Regions from separate parts of the Zea mays genome. Here region 1 is linked to region 2. The links are chromatin contacts, called in public Hi-C maps. All regions are on one chromosome and are shown on one strand. The core of a region is the stretch at or near the end of the contact, and the rest is flanking DNA. Distances in the headings are between cores, read along the strand shown. Region 1 holds the start of LOC100192503. Region 2 holds the start of LOC103653911 (CBL-interacting protein kinase 9).

Evidence for each region. Hi-C and Micro-C count contacts between places; a contact is called where the count stands out from the background.
Region 1: a contact with region 2 is called in a Hi-C map of leaf, with 8 times the contacts expected there. The contact joins the promoter of LOC100192503 here to the promoter of LOC103653911 in region 2. A contact is called at or near these places in 2 of 25 Hi-C or Micro-C datasets (ear and leaf).

What each region holds. Positions count from the first base shown.
Region 1 is chr4:161,133,534-161,136,793 of Zm-B73-REFERENCE-NAM-5.0, forward strand. It overlaps LOC100192503, which reads left to right and starts at 1,890. Exons shown (of 14, transcript NM_001137723.1): 1 at 1,890-2,106; 2 at 2,991-3,138. The coding sequence starts at 2,076.
Region 2 is chr4:160,920,744-160,924,102 of Zm-B73-REFERENCE-NAM-5.0, forward strand. It overlaps LOC103653911 (CBL-interacting protein kinase 9), which reads right to left and starts at 1,434. Exons shown (of 6, transcript XR_004857856.1): 1 at 870-1,434; 2 at 667-793.

The DNA.
Region 1 (3,260 bases), core at 640-3,139, 210 kb after region 2:
ACTTGAACTATGGGGGAAACATCAAAAGAAGTGCAGATACCATGAGTATATTGATGTTAGCCGGCAAACCGGCCCACCCTATCTATCTATCATCCGAATGCTTGGCAATCCATCTGCCACATGCCTATATATCCATCACCATAAATCTGCACAAAAACAAGTGTAAAAATCGAAACCATACAAACTACAGTAGCCCCTTCACCCACCGAACGCACTGCTGCATGCTTCACACATATCCAGTAAACAAAAGTTATTTTTATTAAAAGAAAATCAACACACCCACTGCCTAAAATAAACATATTTGACACTACCTCCATTCTTAAATATTAGACGTTGGATAGTTTATTTTTGAACTAAAAAATGTCAAGTAAAAAAAAACCCGGAGGGAATACCTATTTTCTGCAAGTATTAAACGATAGATATCATTCCTTGCAGTACAAGATGACTGAGAAAATTTACCATGTGCTTGATATCTTATGTAGCATTTAATTAGTTCGGGGGTTAGACATGGAAGAAGTAGTGTAACCCGCATGGAGTATGAAAAGCTCTTTCGCTTGGCTTACAAGCTAGTAGCATCATACCATTCTAGAGTACTAGTAGTAAGTCTAGATCACATCAGCAGAAGATATTACACTAAACGATCGGCACACAGCATTTTGAACAATTGCAAAGCTATCGAAAGAGCCTCCAAAGTAGCTTCAAACAGCCGGTTAAACTATATCATGCTACACAAGTTTCAGAATATACACTCACACTGATGCTTCAGCTCCAAATCAGATAGATCAGTAGTCACTGGACAGCAGGAGAACAGGAGTGCTAATTGGCTAGGTTCTCCTGCTGGCTGCTGCATCTTGATTTTGATCTTCTGTAGACTGTACCCAGGGCGAAAGATGGAGAGAATGCCGAATGTATATATATCATTCGGAAAAAAAAACTCAATGGCAATCACAATCTTATTTCTTGCCGCAAGCGTGTATAGTTTTCCTGCGTTCTCAAGAGCTCTCTTGAAAGGTCTTGATTTTCCAAAAACCTCTTGGAAAGTAGCCTCTATCCACCATATCCACCACCATCTTGCGGCCACCGTCATGTCATCTGCCCTCTTATGCACACACATTACACTTACTACAGTATTATATCTTGATTAGGCAAGCATTCCTCTCCTTTGCTCATTGTCTCGAACAAATCCAAGGCATTCTCGATCTATCCTTCCTCAAATGAATACCTTAAAGAACATTGTATGTCCGAACATTAGGCTCACAACCTTCCCTCTTCATCGTATCCTAGCATGGGGTGTAGGTAACCACATTTCGAATGTAACCCTTTCTGATCATATCATCAAACACCGCCACCGCTTCCTCCACATTGCCCTTCTTACAGGTTGCCTGAATTAACGTGTTACAAGTTGCAATCGATGGGGTTTATCCTTCTCTAGACATTTCATCAAACACTTTGCAGGCTTTATCCAGATGCCCGACAACACCCAACCCATGCAGTACGGTATCGAAGAAGAAGAAGTCCCATACACTGATGAACGCATCACGTCGTTATGCTCTTCAGTTCAGCTACTTTTGGAGCAAGGTGGTAATTTTGTGGTGTCTGCGCCCAACATGGCCCATTTATGCCACCGTTTCACTGTGGGCTGCTTCGTAGCCACGGCACAAATGGTCACGCAGGCCCAACCCGAATTCATCGATCTGGGCCACGGCCCAGCGCCATCAGGATTCGTGAATCACCGAATCAGGAGTTCAGGACAGGAATCGTGCTGCGGATGCTCCGTCCGTGCAGTGGAGGCCGCGGCATGTCAGTTTGGCTTCACTACCAAGCCTCTGGCCTCAAGCCTGCCTCGGCCTTCAGCCCAGCCGTGCCCAGCACCTTCGGACGCCAATTCACAACTTCGTTGTTCCTTCCGCAGCTCCGAGCTCCGGAATCGAGCAAAGCACCCGAGCCTGCGCCGCGTCAAGCCGTCAAAGCTCCCCCGCTTCATACCATTCCCTCCCCCGATCCCTCGCCTCAGCCCTCAGCTCCGCCCCTCGGTTTCCGAAGCGCCACCGCCGACGTGGCCTCCCTCGGCTCCAATGGCGTTGCCCTACCTGGAGGCCGTGCTTTGTGAGTCCCCCCCCCCCCCCCCCCCCCCCCCCCCCCCCTGCCGCTCTTTTGTGTAGTAGCAATCGCTAGCTGGTTGTCTTGGTTTGGGAGAAGATTCAGGATCGCGTTTAAACCCTAGGGTTTGGGAGGAGCCGGGTGGAGGATTTAGCGCAGGCGCAGTTGGATTTGACCATGCCGCAAAACCGATCGGGCGCCGCGGACGACGGCTTGTGCTTTGGTTGCCCTGTTGAAATCTAGCGAGCGTAATGTGCTGTGGGCCTGACGACTGCGATAAGCTTGGGAGACTGATGGTGCACCTAGCCAGTGGCGGTGTGTGACGTGAACTATGATCTGTAAAACGCTGAACTTGTCCAGTTGCAGTGCATAAAGGACTGGGTTGTTCGCACTGCAACTCTAAAAGAATTGATGCACACAGGATTATAATATTGAGTGATTCAATGTATCACGATGTTATCGAGTGATTCAGTGTTGCTAGAGTACACGATCTGAACTGAAGAGCCCCCATGATTTTTAATTAGTGGAGCGAGTGAAGGGACACCTGTGAGATGCTAACTTAGTCAGTTCACTCTGAGAACTTATGCTTGTGATGCAAAGCTCTGTTCTTCTATGCCAATATGCAAAGATCCTGCAGGTTTGCTGATGTCTAAATAGTAAAATGGTTCCTAGCAATATAATTATTATCAACTTCTTTTACCTTTCATACGGGGCTGTGTTAGTTTAGGGTCTGTCAGCAAGTATTACATTGCAATGAACTATGAAGTCAACAATTTAGATCTTATTATTCCTTGATTACATGATATGTCTAATTTCACCGTTATTTACTTGGTATGTTGTTGTTGTTTACTTGGTATGACTGATGCTTTTAACATGTATATGTGTTGCAGGCTTTATGATTTTCATGTACATATTTGAGACATATCTTGACATCCGTCAGCATAGAGCCCTCAAGCTGCCAACTTTGCCAAAACCCCTGCTGGGAGTAATTAGTGACGAAAAGTTTGAACGCTCTAGAGCTTATAGCCTCGACAAAAGGTTTGTGCAAGATACAACACTCATGTTCCTTGTTGCAACCTTCATTTTAAAATCATTTCTGATACGTGACGCCAAATCCATTAGTTGTCTTGCCTATCTAGATGATTGATATTGAAGCTTTT
Region 2 (3,359 bases), core at 184-2,683:
CTTGTGATCGAAAGGTCACGATTTGGTCGATGATGCCCCATCCTTCCTAATTCTCCAAACCGATCAAAAGCTTGAGCAAAGCTAGGATACCTAGACACATTATTTCCCATCAGTCCATCACAGACGTTCCTGTCGACCACGACACGACAGAGACGTCAAGGGAACCATCCCACGTGACTGGCTGTGAACAAATTATAAATCGTGGAGGCGATCTTTCTATGGAAGCTCCAGTATATTTAAAAATTTCCCTGAGGTTACATTACATATTGAAGGGCAAGACCTGGACCTGATGGACATTGATGCAAAAAATGCATAAGATGCAGGAAGGAGATGACACAAAAGAGAATCCACCATAGGTGCATAATCTACAGGTGGGGTCGAACCACATAACACCAATGCGCACACCTCTGGCTTGCTTCTGTCCACACTGTATGGCACAAGAACAGGTCACACGAACAGGGATGGGGATCACGTGGATGCTCCAGCCCATGTTTAGGCACTGAACCACTCAAAGTGGTAAATTCCATGAACTGAATCAGCCAACAAGAATTCAGAAATAATAAGGGCTACACTATTCTGTTGAATTATACTACTTGCTAATAGGTCTAAGGCATAGCAACGAGACCCATGTAAGAGCAATTTGCCCAGCAAAGAACTGAGACTCACCTTTGGGCGCCACCCAGGCTGGGTGTGGGTGCTGCCCGGCCATTGGTCGCCTAGACTATGGAGGGTCTCATGCGGGCACAAAACCGGTGAGCCCCGGAGGAGGTCAGGCCCTCAGTGATCGGCAAGGCTGGAAGACCGGGGGTGAGATTTGTGTATCTCTACCAATCAAGACAACATTAAGGGATAAAACGCTTATTTTTTACCTAGCTCTTGAGCCAGCGTCAAACATGGAGCCCCCTTGTTGGCCCACACTAACTTGAGGAACGGGCGCATCGCCTCGACCTCGGCCGCGGGGAGGACTGCGGCGGACGCCGACAACGACGCCGAGGCCTCCGCGTCCTCGCCATCTCCGATCTCTCGCTTGTGGCGGTGGGACGGGCTAGCCCTCCTCCTCCGTGTCGTCGTCGTCGTCTCCAATCTCCCGCTTGTGGCGGCGACACGGGCTAGCCGAGCTCTGCACACCCCTGCTCTCCATCTCGTCGGCTTCCGCCATGTCCTCGGACCAAGCCATCCTTCCCTCCGTGGGGGAGGAGGACGCACGACGAGGATCGCTGGGTGTGCGTTGGCTTGCTCGGCTGGTTCGACGAGACAGGGAGAGGGAGGCAGCGGTGTACGGTGGATTTCGCTTCGCCAAGAGTGGTGAACTCCGCTGTCCGCTGCCAAGAGGGCGGGTCGGGGTCGGTCGCAGCGGGCGCGCCGGTGGAGGCGGGCGGCGGCGCACGACTTCGGTCCTGGTGGAAGACATGGGAGGGAGAAAGAAGAATGAGAAGAGGATAAGATTGAGTAGGGGTTTAAGATAAAAAAAATATAACTTCCTAGAGTAAAGCTGTAGTAAGTTAGCTTTTCGTTTGACTGGTCAAAAGCTGAAATCTAACTTCCTAGAGGAGGACGTAGGAAGTTAGTATGGGCAGCTAACTTCCTAGAGGCGGCCGTAGGAATCAGAAACTGAAAGCTAACTTCCTAGAGGAGGTCGTGGGAAGTTAGTTGCTCATGCTAACTTCCTAGAGTAGGCCGTAGAAAGTTAGATTTTCGTTTGACTGGTCAAAAGCTGAAATCTAACTTCCTAGAGGCGGTCGTAGGAAGTTAGCGGCTCGTTTGACCGCACCTGTAGATTAGCAACTGAAAGCTAACTTCCTAGAGGAGGCCGTAGGAAGTTAGTTGTGCATGCTAACTTCCTAGAGAAAGCCGTAGAAAGTTAGCTGCCCATGCTAACTGCCTACGACCGCCTCTAGGAAGTAAGCAGCTCGCTTGACCACACACACGGGTAAGCATGTGAAAGCTAACTTCCTATAACCTTTATAAATACCATAGGAAGTTATGTTTATTTCCTAGAGCTACCAGTTGCCTCTCAGAAGTTATTTATTTCCTACGGTTTATTATAAAAGTTATAGGAAGTTAAAAAACTGTAGGAAGTGTATGATTTTGGTGTAGTGACACGCTTTCAGCTCTTTTCTACTCCTGTATGTGGCCACCGAAAATAACCACCGACGACCTTACTTTTCGACAACTTGTGTAAAGCCACCGACAATTAGCAATTTTTTTGTAGCAATCGTCGAAAATAAGTTTGAATGCACTAGAACTAATAGTTATCAGCTAAAATTAGTTGGAGACATCCAAACAGTCTAGCTAATAATTTAGCTATTAGCTATTTTTAGTAAATTAGTTAATAGTTAGGTATCTATTCACTACAGGAAACACATAAATTTTCGTGGGCCGGAATATTTTCGTCGGCCGGCCCACGAAAATACGACAGTTATTTTCGTCAGTCTCTTGACCGACGAAAATAGTGGTTATTTTCGTGGGCCGGGCCCTTAGCCGACGAAAACAACCACTATTTTCGTCGGCCTCAGTCAGGCCCACGAAAATAAAGCGACCGTGCCCTAAATCGTCCCCTCCCCGGTCGCTCGATTTGAATCCCTTTGCCGGTCTGCGCCGTGCCGCCGCCCACACGCCCGCCGTTGTGCCGTCACCGTGCCACCGCCCACATGCCCCTGCGCCTTCCCTGCGCTGTGCCCACATGCCCGCCCACACATCCCTGCGCTGTGCCGCCGCCCACACGCCCGCCGCCGTGCCTTCGCCGTGTCGCCGCCCACACGCCCCTGCGCCACCCGTTCCTTGATCTTCTGTATAGTACGTGCAGCTCGTTGCCGGTACATTCAAACCTCTCTCTCTCTATTGGTTGTTTGCGTGATCAGACCTAACGACTCCCATCTAGTGAGTATGACTGTGGCTGGGCTGTGCTGGCTGAGGACATGCAATATCTCATGTGTTGATTTGTGTGCATGTGTCCCTCCATTCCGTTAGAGGTGTTGTTTGCTTGATGGCGTGAATACTTGCCGCATGAGCTCAAAAGCTATTTAAGTTCATTAGATTTTCATGTGATCTGATAACTTGCGCGTCTATAAACTTATCATATCATGCCTCAAGCCTTAATCCACTTTTAAGTAAATTAAAATTATTTATTAGCTAATAATTACATGTTAATACATCATCAGAAAAGATTAATGGTTGCACTAGTAGAGCGCCAGAGCTAGGCTCGCCAGAAACCGATTAGAAGAAAAAGGCTTCTTGCATCGCGTGGGCCAGACCTGATAGTTGGTTCAAGCAATGAGCTTGGCTGAGCTATATGCTGGCGACCAATCAGTACCTTACTATTCCAAGGCAATGCAAAATATATCTCAGGTATTTTATTA